3 separate regions of the Gossypium arboreum genome follow, and all the other regions are linked to region 1. A link is a contact called in public Hi-C data. All regions are on one chromosome and are shown on one strand. Each heading gives the region's core, a stretch centred on a gene start, on an enhancer-like site or on the middle of the called end of the contact. The rest is flanking DNA. Distances are from core to core; before and after follow the strand shown. Region 1 holds the start of LOC108473546 (protein FAR-RED ELONGATED HYPOCOTYL 3). Region 2 holds the start of LOC108474107 (putative 3,4-dihydroxy-2-butanone kinase). Region 3 holds the start of LOC108473501.

What was found. A called contact is a pair of places that touch in the nucleus more often than the background predicts.
Region 2: a contact with region 1 is called in a Hi-C map of leaf, with 5 times the contacts expected there. The contact joins the promoter of LOC108474107 here to the promoter of LOC108473546 in region 1. A contact is called at or near these places in 2 of 5 Hi-C or Micro-C datasets (both in leaf).
Region 3: a contact with region 1 is called in a Hi-C map of leaf, with 3 times the contacts expected there. The contact joins the promoter of LOC108473501 here to the promoter of LOC108473546 in region 1. A contact is called at or near these places in 2 of 5 Hi-C or Micro-C datasets (both in leaf).

What each region holds. Positions count from the first base shown.
Region 1 is chr3:70,849,758-70,854,229 of ASM2569848v2, reverse strand. LOC108473546 (protein FAR-RED ELONGATED HYPOCOTYL 3) reads right to left here and starts at 1,461. Exons shown (of 9, transcript XM_017775189.2): 1 at 1,229-1,461; 2 at 1-604. The coding sequence starts at 560.
Region 2 is chr3:70,673,691-70,678,550 of ASM2569848v2, reverse strand. It overlaps LOC108474107 (putative 3,4-dihydroxy-2-butanone kinase), which reads right to left and starts at 3,575. Exons shown (of 20, transcript XM_017776015.2): 1 at 3,289-3,575; 2 at 2,558-2,631; 3 at 2,412-2,475; 4 at 1,665-1,777; 5 at 1,511-1,558; 6 at 1,105-1,176; 7 at 899-988; 8 at 618-791; 9 at 339-422. The coding sequence starts at 3,328.
Region 3 is chr3:70,630,693-70,634,953 of ASM2569848v2, reverse strand. It overlaps LOC108473501, which reads left to right and starts at 1,868. Exons shown (of 11, transcript XM_017775097.2): 1 at 1,868-2,312; 2 at 2,566-2,665; 3 at 2,759-2,909; 4 at 3,124-3,181; 5 at 3,269-3,390; 6 at 3,506-3,598; 7 at 3,757-4,029; 8 at 4,179-4,243. The coding sequence starts at 2,191.

The DNA.
Region 1 (4,472 bases), core at 212-2,711:
GCTGGCAAAAGTTCATGGTTATGTTCTTTCACAAAACTATGTATAACCCATTTTCCATCAGGCCTTCTCTTCACATGCATACTTGCTTTACAATCCGTCTTCGAACATGATCGCCGACCAGTTGCATTTTCAGGGTCTTGCTTGCTTTGTCTAGCTCGTGGCCGGTTAAAGGATTTGTCATATTCCCTTTTGGTCCCATATCTAGAACAGGCAAACTTTGCATCAATAAATTCTCTTGAAGTCTTCGAACGTCGGCTATTTTGTATAGCTGTGTTGAATCCCATAGACCGAGCATATTCTTGATAAAATGAATATGCTTCTCCATGTGATTCAAACTCCATACCAGAAAGTGGCTCAAGATTCGTATCCTCCTTGAAGGTCACCATATCCACAGCAGAAGAATGCATTTCCCCACCATCTTCAGCACGCATATCCTCTCCTACAACTTGAACCATTCCATTATGCAGTGATTCATCACCATCTAGCATATTATCAATTCCATTTGCATCTTCATCTTCCTTACACTGTTCACCAGAAGGTAACCTAAGATCTATGTCCATGATTGAAACTTGTTTACTTCAACTAACTGTTTTCCTGACTGCACCTGAAAAAATTAAAATGTAGAAGGACGCCATCATGTCAGCATAAAGAACCCATGACAAAAAGCAATTCACAATAGCCTACTATAATTATAAAAGATAGACAAACTAATTGAAGTCCTCTTTAGCTCTTGGACAATCCTGGATATACATGTATCTATAAAGGAAGCAAATCCCAAAGCTACATACATGATGGGTATTTCAAATTTCCTTAGCTATAAGTTGATACATGAAGACCTTTTCCCTAATACCAACATTCCAAACGAACAAAAAGGCTACAATTTTAACAACTTTTAAGGATTTTAGCCATAAATTAGGTAACAAGATTAGGCAAGCAACTAATAATATAATATCCGCAAACTAAGATTCATGTGACCAAATAATTTCGAAAGAGATGAACCCAGAAAATCAATCACAATTACAGAATTAAATAAAATCGGGAAGGTTTCAATCATATAATGAATTTAATATTAAAACAGAAGAATAAAGAAAACGAAAATAAATTTGGGGATGATGGGATCGAAATAGAAAATTTAGAAGAAAAAGAACAGGGAAATTGCGAAAATTCAAAAGGCAGAATTGGAAAGCAAAATAGTTGAGAGGGGGCGGGGATTAAAATAAAGGAACACCTGAAGTGGAGGTGGAAATAGAATGAGTGATGATTCTGCGAAAACCGAAGGCGAGTGGAGTTAAGGGCGCGTAGAGAGTTGGGGGGGGGGGGGTTGGGAGATTTAGGGTTTCCTGCTTTCCTTCCACTCGCTTTTCTCTGTCACTCGCCAATTTGGGGATCTCAGACTCTGTTCTCGCTTTCACTCGCCCCTTTTATGAGTAAAATAAGTTAATCCTATTATTAAATAGTCTAGTCTGCTTTATTTTTCTTTTAATGTTGAATATTTTGCTTTCTGTGTTGGGCCTCAACTCCATCCATACTTTTACTACGAAGAGATAAAAACCCATTTAATCTAACAGATTTCGGCTCAAACGCAAAATAAGCCCTCAAATCTTAACGTCCTTTAACCATCGTCTCTCATAGCCTTCAATTTTGGGAAAAAATTCTCGAATTTATTTACCAATTTTATGGTCACTTAGCGTTAAATTTCTACTAAAACACCGATTATACATAAGTAAGAAAAATGATGAAATGATAAATATATCCTTTAATAGATTTTTTAATAAAAATTTTAAAATGTTGAAATCACCAATATACCTTTTAATAAATTATATTTTTTAAGTAAAAAGCATAATGGCACAAAAAAAAAAACCTTAACATTTATCTATGGCAAACTTACCCTTATTTTTTTGGAATAAATTTGCTTTGGGTTAAATATAAATTAGTACTTAAACTTATACACTTCTCCCAGATTGGTACTTATAATTTTTTTCTCAAATTGGTACTCGAACTTTTCTCTCCTCTACTAGTTTGGTACCTGAAACTAATGGCGTTAATTTTTTTCTACGTGGTAGCACTGACCAATCATATGCCACCACGTGGCATCCTATTTGGCCTTCTTTTTTTTTTAAAGAAAAATTTCCCTCATTCTCATTTTTCTTTTATTTTCTTATTTTATTTTATTTTTTGTTTTGGGTGTGCCTTCTACACTTCTTTCTTTCCTCTTTCCTCCTCAAACTCTCCCAAAATTTTCCCAATGTTCAAAATAGCAATGAAGATAACAATAATAACAACAAATACTGCTCCTCTTTTCTTTCTCCTCCGTCCTTTGCTTTTTGTTCTCTTTTCTCCTAAAAAATCTTTCTTTTGTTCTTTTTCAAGAAAATTTGGGAAACCTAAATAGCCAAAATTTTCTCTTCTTTTAGGGCTCAACAAATCTATGGAGATGGTGACCTCCTCACGGCTTAAGGGTTAAACCTAGGTGAGGCCGCTATCGTCGGAGCCTCCTCCCTTTGTCAATAAAAAATTGAGCTTAAAATCCCCAAACCCCAAAAGCTTAACATGCATGCAAGTTTTTTTTTTGTTCTGAGATTGTGTAGCCGGTTGATGTTTTGATAGTTTTTATTTTTTTTGAGATTGTTTTTGAAATTGTGTAGTCGATTGGTATTCTGCAAGTTTTTGTAATGTTCGAAAAAGTTTTTCAAAGATTTTATTTTAAACATTGATTCTGTCTAGGGGTTCAAGATTTTCCATAAACATGTTTTTCAAACATAAATAATTTTAATCTTGCATTCTTGATCAGGTAAAAACTTCAAGAGCGATAAAAAACCCAAAGTGAAAAGGAAAATAACTCAAAAAAGGTTGAAAAGGAAAATAACTCAAAAGAGGCTTCCATGGATTATGTAGAGGAAATTTTTGAAACTTGTGTAATTGGATTTTGGTGGTGATTGGATGGTGAGAAAGTGAGGAAAAATTTTGAGAGTTTTTAAGGGAAAAAAGATGAAGTGTAGAAGCATATCCAACAAAAGAAAAATAAAAAGAAAAAAAGAAAAGAAAAAAGATAGAGGTGGGAAAATAAAAAAAAAAGAAAATAAAAACAATAAGAAAAAGGAGGAACAAGAGGATTCCACGTGGAGGTGTACGATTGGTCAGTGTTGCCATATCAACAAAAAATTAACAATGTTAGTCTCATGTACCAAACTAGTGGATGAAACAAAAGTTCGGTTACCAATTTAGGAAAAAAAAAACTATAGGTACAAATCTGGGAGAAGTGGACAAGTTCAGGTACTAATATCATATTTAACCCTTTTACTTTCAACGTTTCAAAGTCAAATCAAATTAGTTTATTTATAATGGAAAAAGTAACAGTGTTGACATAGCATGACAATGTGCCAATTTTTAATTGATGTGGTTAAAGCAACGTTGTTTCAACTATTAACCTAAAATTTAACGTATAATTAGAAAATAAAAAATAAAACCAAAAACAAAAAGAATGAAAATATCATATTTACAATAGGTTTCGGCCTTTATTCATTGTGATGATTTCTCTCTTCACCGCAAAAGAATCTCAAATGTCATTAACCCTCTTTTTTAAATAGATTGACACTCATCTATAAAAAAATATTTAGTTACTTTGACAGATTTGTTCAAATCTTACCACTTATAAAAATTATGATAAAATTAAATTTGATTTTAAACCAATTTATAAGGTATAGTGTAATGATTCGGTTTCCAATGGTGTCGAAGAAGGCGATGGGACCCTACTTTTGTAAACCGAGTCCAAAAATGTTTAGTAGAGATATTTATGGGATTATCATATTGATGAATTGAAATTTGGTTAAGTGATTTAACCAAATTTGTGAGTGAGTATGGCTCAGGGACTAAATTGTAAAATTTTAATCATTATAGATTTTTAATTAGATTAAGGCTTGAGGACTTAAATAACAATTAACCAAAGAACCAAAATAGCAAATAGACCTGTTTTAAATATATGTTACTTGATGACATGATGTATGTTAATTATTTTAAGTAATTAAGGTTTAAATAAACTAAAACATAACTAAATTAAATTAATTATTTAAATAAACTAAAACATAACTAAATTAAATTAATTATCTTATAATAAACTATATATATGAAAAAGTGGAAGAAGACATAAATTTCATCTTCTCCAACCGTCCAAAATTTCGAATCAAGAGGGGAGAATGCCATTGAAGGGTTTTTAAGCTTTTTGGCTTTAATGTCAAGTCTCTAGCCATTTTAATTTGATTTTTATGGAAATTGAATCATGGGAGCTTGATTTAGCTAGCCCATGTACTAATTTGTAAATTTGTTAAAGTTTCTAAAAGTTTTCATGGTTGAAAATTGAATGATTTATGTTTCAAATTGTTAGAAATTAAGCTTAGTATGTGAAGAGGACTACATTGTAAAGCTTAATTATTAATTTCGTACATTAGGGACCAAATTGAATAAAATGAAAAATT
Region 2 (4,860 bases), core at 2,326-4,825, 180 kb after region 1:
ACACAAAATAGAACTAAAAGAAATATCATTTCAGTTGAAAATAAAACTTAAATAGTTGCTACTGATACTAGGCACATTATGTTTGTACCTCCAAACTAGAAGCAGAACTAAAATAAAATAAAAATATAAAAGACAGACAACAAGATGATAGTATCGCACTGAAATACTTGAGAAAAATTCAAGGATACTTTCCTCACAAAAGAAAATAGTACACATTATCAGATACCATAACCATTGGTGGAACGAGATGCATGTAGCATGAATTATGTTTTCCTTGAAGGCAATTGAAGACGGCAGGGGGTTAAAAAGGATAGGCTGGCTCCACAATAAGAACATACCGATGATAATATTTGCTTAAGAACATGAGAAACCACCACGTCCACAGGCTGGAGGTCTGCCACAGCAGCACCAGGTTCCCCATGCTGAAAGACAACAATTGTTAGCTCAAGATAAGTATTGAAGTAGAAATCAAATCAGGTAAAAAAGAGAAGTACAGTGCCAGACAAGAGTCAAAGGTTAAGAGTATAGAACTAATGTCTAAAAGTGATCAAACAAAAAAGTAAAAAGAGAACTAATTCCATATGGTTTTGCAGAAACACAGGTATAAAGTAACTCACAATTCCCAGACCAAGTTCCATCTTTCCAGGGCCCAAGCGATCAGAAGTAACCTGACCAGGCAACGTGCAAACAGATAATGCTACGCCCATAGTTCCCACCATCTGAGATGCACGTTTTGCCTCAGCAGCAACATCAGCAAGAGAAAGGCCAGCTGCAGCTGCAGCCCCAGCAATCTGCATTCCACAAAGGAGAAGAGGATCAATTGCAAAATTTTAGTGAAAATATGATTTGTAAGGGGGAAAAAGCTACTTTGCTAGAGAGAGAGACAGAGAGAAAGAACCTTATTAACAAAAATAGTTCCTGCCAAGCCTCTTCGTCCAGCAATGCCTAGAAGCGGAGGTAATGCACAATCATCTCCAACAATTACCGTCTGCAAAGAGAAGGAATTGTATGCATATATTGATTTTATTCTCCCTCATAAAATTTTGGACATTCAAAGAAATGAAAGTGTTCTTTCAAGAGATTATGTCTAGGATGAAAACATACTTCTATTTTATAACCTTCGGACCTTGCTTGCTCAGCAGCCAACCCAAAATTCAAACGATCACCAGTATAATTCTGTCCAATCCAAGTTATACCATGAATTAGAGCAAAGAAATATTAGCCATAGTATGCTCGTTGCTTCATGATTAAACATGCTTCTAACCTTTACATTAACGAGTTTGTTAAGGGTATTTCATTTTACTTACCTCTTTCAATCACCACCATCTCCACCCCGGTTCACCTCCTTATTTAATTGAGGCAGGGTTGGTGGGGTTGGAGATAATTAAACAGAGATATCTTCTAAAGCATTGAAAAGTTTAAAGCACACATCATGATAGCATTAAATCCCCCAATACAACAACTGATGTCATATAAACCTGTAACTTGATTAATTAGGAAAGAGAAATACCATTACTATCAGAAGGCATCCCATAGGACCAGTAACAGCTCGAATGCCCTGATGAATTAATTTCAGGCACAAACATGAAGATGTCAATGATAATTAGCAGGATGATACATTTCCTTCTAAACCACCAAAAAGAGGTGGGAAACAGAAAGCATACTGCTAAAATTGAATCAACAGAAGGAGAAGCAAAAACATCTCCACAAATGGAAGCCGTCAGCATCCCTTCTCCCACAAATCCAGCATGTGCTGGTTCATGCCCACTTCCACCTCCTATGTCACAAATTATATTAAACAAAATTAGCAATGTACTATTTTTCACAATTTTATTAGCCAAAGTAGATTCCAAGAGACCCAATATCACTTGGAATGACCATCATTTCCTAAGGCAGAAAAACCCAGTATACCTTTTCACATTCCTTTTCTTTACTTATTTTCTTTTTAAATACAACCTTGTAGAAAAGTAAACAAGATGTAACATGGAATATCCATATACATAAACAAAACCCATACAGGTAAAGCATATGTGGCTACATGGAAAGAAAATAAATTTCAATGAGAAGTGTAGAGACGAGGAAAAAAAGAATCATTCATGCTCTCAAAGTTTATGCCCAATGATGCATTGCAAGTAATCCATAATTGGTTCTGGACAGTCAGAATAATGAGCATACATGCTAAGGGAAACTACAAGTTTGATCCCAAAATTACCTAACAAAGGGCAAACTAAACTAGTTGATTGCAAAAACCAGTAGAAACAAAAAAGCCAAAAGGTGACTGCAGCTTTAAATGCTGTCTAGAAATCACCATAGCTTAAAAAGTATTAAAGGTAACAAAGTATAGAATTTAAATTTCAATTTGAACAAACTAAGACAGATATCAGATGTTAGCAGCTTTGTAGGGATCGAACCTGATATGATTGCAACCTTGTCATATGTTGCACCAGAAGCATCAGCACGAATTACAACTTTCACCTGGAAACAAACAAGTAATCGGTTTGTGTTTATAAAGTCTAATTCACTGACTAAACATAAGCAAAGCGGAAAACAAAATCACCTCCGGGAAACCATCCAAGTATTGGAGTCCGGGATATGTTTCCACAAGACCCTCAATAAATTCAGTCACCACATCTGCCACCACCATAACAAAAGAAATTCAAAAATGGTTTTCTTCACAAAGCAGAAATCTAGAATCGGCAAATCGTTGGTGGAAAGAGCATAGTAAAGTAATGCAAATGAGAAACAAAGAGTAAATATAGCTTGATATAGCCTAACACAGTGTGATTGACGCAGAAAATCTAGGAAAAGAAACAGTAGGAATCTTTTCTAAACCCTTGTTTGTTTTCCCTATTTCAGCAAATAGCCTTGTTTCATTATCAGCTTTCATTTACTCAAGACCAAATGAAGGAAACTACAGAAACATAAAACAACTAATCAAATAATAAGCAAAAAAAAAAACACTATTATTCAAGTAATATACAAAAATTACATGCATCATCCATTTTGTAAACGATAAGCAAAGGGCAAAGCACAAAAACAATAAAAAAAAATCCAAAATTTCCCAATACGAACACAAGGAAACATGAAATTAGGAAATGCGAGCAAATACTATCGTGAACTTCAAAAAGAAAAAAAAAAAGAAGATGAAGAGATAGAGAAAGGAAGAGAAGTGTGTAACAGAAAAGAACAGAAAATTAAGTTTGCAGGTTTATGGTTGGAAAAGAAAATTGAGAGGGGATATTAGAGTAATAGAAGGAGGAAATGGTGAAGGAAAGAAAAAAAGCAAACCGTCGGGATTGTTGATGAGTTTCTTCCCTTGAAAAGCCATAAACTTTGTTTTGTTTGAGGGAATTCAAATATGGGATGCGATGGGAGAGAGAGAGCGTTTAATTTTGTTGGACTTTTTTTTTGGTGGGGAGTCTATTGAGAATTGCAGAGCACACCCCATTTTGCTCAAGCCTGGGCAGTTGTTACTTCTCCGGACAAGAAATTGCGCCTCCAATTACCAAAATGTCCTCCCACCTTTTTCTTTTCTCTACATTTGTTGGCTTCTTTTTTTTCAGCCCACCAGCCTATTTACACCCATCTTTCTTTTCTTTTGAATTTTTTAATATTTGCACCAAAGTTAATTCATTTAAGATTTATTTCAACAACACAAACTAATTGAACAAATGTGTAGTAATTTGTAATTATAAGGAATTTTAATTCCTTAACACATATTTAGTCGAGAGGGTATAATTATATCGTAATTTTATATGTTATATTTGATTGTATAAATTACATAATTTATATTTTTAAAAATATTAAGTATGATAAAAATAGTTTCTAAACAAGTAACAAAAATTAAAATCAAATCATTATATATATTATTAGTTTTAAAAAATAGTTGATAACAGGATTACTAATAAAAATAGTGAAAAATAAACATCATACGAAATTTTTTCTAATTGTTGCAATGTATACTTGTTGAGTTATTCTCTTTTAATATTTAACATATACTTCTTATCATCTATTGGTCACCGATTAAGTTCATTATCATCTGAATTTGAATTTGCATCATTAAGATTATTAAGATTTTATTCTTTCATGTACTTTACAAAGTATAGATCGTCTTAATTTCCTCTATGGTTGAAATTATGAAATATGCAACATGCTAGTACGATCCAACCTTTTCTTTTTTACTTATGCTATACTAAGGTGATGTTGTTAAGTTGAAAAATATTTTTAGAACAATAAATAAGTTATGATAAAAAAAACTCTAACATTTTTATGAATAAGTATATTATTTTTATAATATATAGTTTGAACAGGCCATAACTTTTATATAAATAAATATATTATAACTCTTTATAACATTTTTATAATAAACTTTTAGCCATAAATTTAGAATTCTTTTAGGATTTAAATAATATAAATGTTAATAATTTTGTAAAATGAACAAATTATTTTTATATATAATTTTTAGATTTATAATTTAAATTTTATTTTACCATAATTATCACAAACACTCATACACAATTATACTTATACTATAATATTTATAACTTGTATAAAAAAATTTAAATTAAATTTGTTTGTAATTAACTGAGTAATTAGTCCAATTCCACTCCCTTGAAAAATTAAAAAGTGTAATTGAAGTGTTCTACTTACACCCTATTTAGTGAGACCATCAATTACAATGGTTATTCAAACATATCACCATTATATAATTATAAACAATTACACCCAAATCCAATATTAGAGATTTTTCAAACACTATATTAGAGTTTTTTTTGAAAGGTAAATTAATTCATTCAATGACGATAAGGAAATCAGCACCAGATGGTCCAAAGTGGCAAGCAAATATCAACAAAAAAATCG
Region 3 (4,261 bases), core at 619-3,118, 220 kb after region 1:
AGGATCAAGGACCGAAAAACATGCGCCCACATATTCGGGGATTTAAGCGGAAAATATCCCAAAACCCCAAAACACCGTGTTTAGGCAAGGATTAAAACTAAACTGATATAAAGTTCCTGGGCAAAATTTTAAAAAAAATAAAAGAGAAAACATTGGCCTAATTGGACAGCAATGCAGAGATGGGGAACTAACTACGCAAATAACCCCTTAAAGGGGAGAATGAGCAAATCCAACATATGGATTAATGCGCAGACTACTTTTCACCCCCCAAAGTACTGTTTCAAAATTAATTGACCATTATTTTGTTTTTTTCTTACAACATTAAAACCCTTTTCCTTAGAAAACCAAAAGCTTTCTCTTTTACTCTAAAAAACCCTGTAGGTTTTAGCCTCCACAGTACCACCATTAAATTTGGTAGTCGGTAATGCGTGAAGAGAGTCTTCGACTCCGCTCAGGCCATACTCAGAGACTTAGTCGCCTCTCAACATCAAGAGAACAAAGGGAAAAGACCTAAACCGATGCTCCAATCGATGAACCAAAGGCGAGTTCCCCTTTTCCCCTTTTGTTGTTTTTTCAAGCAGTAGATAAATCAAAGAGACAGCAGCCAAAAAATAGAAAGAAAAATGGGACTTAGAATCGCTTTAACCAATATTGTTGCTATTGATTTCTGTATATGTTTGATTTTTGTATCTATCTCCCTCTTTTTTCTAAAAAAAAAAAAAACCCATTACAATACTTTCCAAAGACTTTTATAGCCTATTTTACAACTTATTTTGCTTGTTTGTAGGTTCATTTGAGCACGTCTTTGATGTGGCCTAGTAGAGGAGTGCACGACGCGGAGGGACGCGCGACGTGCGGTGCTTGGGAACCTCCACGGTTGCGGCGGCTGAGGGCGTTAGATGCTAGAGTTTTAATTTTTCTTTAATTTTGCTGGGCTGTTAAGGTTGTTTTGGGTTTAAGTCTGATGGGTTTAGGGTTTGGGTAATGGTTTGTATTGGGCTTAGAGATTGGGTTAAGTTTGTTTTGTTAATTGTTTTGGGTTTTAAATGTATTGGGCCCTGGGTATAAATTGGGCTTAAGAAGCAATATAAATAAAACACCAAAAAAATACCGAATTCATATATATAAAGCAATTATATTTATCGGTAAGATGTATACATATTAAATAGGTAGAAAAATTTTAATCCTAAGCAGTTTCTGACTTGAATTTAAATAAAAATAAGATTGAATAATAACATTAAAATAGTTGTAATTTAACAAGTAAATATTTTTAAAATAATAATAAAATTAACAAAAATAATGTTATATATTATCTAAACAATAATAATAAAATAGTACTAATATAATAGTAAAAGATAGTAAAATAGAGAAATAAAACAACAAAAAAATATCATCAAAACAACAAAAATAGTAAAAAAATTGTCCTTTTGTGAATTTGGGTTGGGCCGGGCAAAAAATACATTATCCAAGGCCCGACCTATTTTTAAATATGTCTTATTGTTTCTATTTGTTGGGTCTATATTTTTGTCTAAATCCTAACACTTTTCGAGCAGAGTTTCAGACTGAATCGGATAGCTTGACCCATGAACAAGTTTAGATATATGAAAGAAAATGTTTTTAGTAATGTTATGCATAAATTAAAATGTATAATAATTTTAAATAAAATTTAAGGTTGTATTCATGGAATATTAAATTTATTTTAATACTACACATAATTAATGTTTTTGGTAAGTGAAATTAAAATTATTTTGAATGATAAGTTGTGATGGTATATACCAAAAGTAGTTATATTTTATAGAGAAAAACAAATAATGACACCTAGCATGTAGTATAACTCTATTGGTGGATCCCTCCCTCTTATGTCGTCAGCAAAATACAATTCCATCAATTTGGAATTATCAAAATAGTTAATAAAAATTATTAACGGTGTAAACTAAATTTTTTAATGTTTTTTAACCCTTTTTTTTTCCTTTCTGTTTCTCTTATGCTTCTGCCTCTGTTCCCTCCCTTCTTCATTAAAGTAGTTTTTCTATGTTAAATTTCATTTCGGCACATTCATGGAGAATTAAGTTATTTGATTGTAAAGTTGGGGTGGGTCTTTTCTTCTTCATTTGGGGCTTTACAATAACATCCCTCTCTTTTCCTTTTTGTTCCTTCAATTTTGGTACTCTATAAATTAAATTTCTTCACATGAAAAGGAAGGACAAAGAAAGTGATAAAACAATGGCTGATTCCACTGAGTTGGACTTGCAGAGCAGCAGCGATTACTCTTTTGTATGGGATCCTCAAACTCACCTCTATTTTCATGCCAGGTTGATTTATTTATTTACTTCAAATTTTCTATTTTATTTTTTATTTATCTATAAACTATTACTATTAATTCTTCCTCTCATTTTTATGAAATTACTTTTTATATTTGAGAAATTAATTGTAGATTTTTTTTTCCTTTAAACTTCGATGATTCTATCCCAATGTCATACAATTGGTTTTTTTTTCCTCTCTCTGTCTCTCTCAATGATCTTTTGTTCATTTTGGCACCGTACGCCTTCGTTTGATTTGTTGCAGTAGTGGATTTTACCATGATCCTGATGCCGGATGGTACTATAGCAGTAAAGATGGTCTCTATTACACATTTGAGAATGGAAATTATGTGCTTTTGGACATGGTAGTTAGCTCATACCTTCTTTTATCTGGATGATTAATCCTATGTTCGGTATGCTTTTCATGTTAGGTTTTTGATTCCAAAATGATTTTGCAGGAAGGAGCTGTGGCTGATAATTCTGTTTTAGATGAGCCTTGTGCCACTGCGTCTTATAATGGTCCCGAGTATAATCGCTCTTCGTCTCAGGGCAATGAAGTTGATGCTCAGAATACTACTATAAATGTTGCTGATGAATCTACTAGTACAGGTAAAATTTCTCTTTACTCAATATTATGCTGTGGAATGATTGAAGGGTAGTTGAAGGAACAAGTTTTCTTTGAGCGGTGCAATCTGTGAATCTGATTCATTAGTACAAAATTTCATCTCAAAAATAAGTTCTACTTTTGTAAATAATGTTCTGTTGATTGGATTCTCTTTCGCTCTAGTGCTTTAAACCAATTCTCGGTACTTCTGATTACCAGGTCCGATAGAGGACACCAGTGCTCAAGCATCTGAGCAGCCACCACCACCATCAGAGTGGTTTGCTACTTCTGACATTTTATATCCTATATTTTGGTTGAACTAGTTGATTACGTGTTTTCTTACTGAGGTATCATCTTGATTCAGGTTAGAAGACACACTCATAGACCTTTATCTTTCTGGGTATAACTTAGCTGCCAATTCTGCTGCTGATGCAAGTATTTCGTTGGAAACAGACGAAAAAGAGAATTTCAAGTTTCCTACTGATGGTTTGTCACAAATTTGCTTGTTCAAAATTTCTAAACGCTTGCTAGCTTCTGAAGATGATTGTAAAAAGTTGGTTATGTTCTGAAACTTATCTAACGGTGTTCTGTTGAGGGGCAGGAAATGATGAGATGTACGAGTTGGAAGAGGGTGAATGGATCCCAGAGGAAAGCTTTGGTTTGGGCGGTTCAAGTGAAGTTGTCCCATATGAAGGTCTTGCGACAACGTTGCTATTGTTACATTTGACTGATATCCAATTTATTTGAAATAAACATCTACTTCAGTTTTGCCTACAAATTTTAACTCTTAAGGGATTCCTGTGGGACAAGTTCCACGAGTCTAAATGAACACACTGGAAAATTTTCATTCAGGTGATACATGGGATGAAGAGAACTGGCGAGCCCAATACGGACAAGTCACACGTTGCAAAGATGAGCCCTTGCTAGAATTTCCAGTTGTGGATTTGTGGGATTGGAGTATGGTGACAAAACCAAAAGAGGATGGAAAAAAGCAAGTGGCTAGACTGATAGGTCGGCTGGTGAAGCGGTCGGCTAAAGTTCACCCCTCTGTGCCTCTTGGCGGTGCTCTATTAAAAACTGCTCCCATATGTGAAGTTCATCTTGATCTGGTACGAGTTAGAACAGGTTTGCATCTGCCACTTCTCTAGAACAACTTTTGCAAACGAAACAAAGGGTGATTCTTGGGTTTTGATCGGGAGGAAGTAAGGAAATTATGTCTTCTTCTAAAACAACTCTCTTCATGAAATCTAATGTTAATGCTCCTAATTTGTAAGGTTGTACCCCCTCCGCCATTATTTATTTCAGGACAAGTGTACAAATTGCGAACTCCATGTCCAAGGTATTTAGCTTCCTTGTC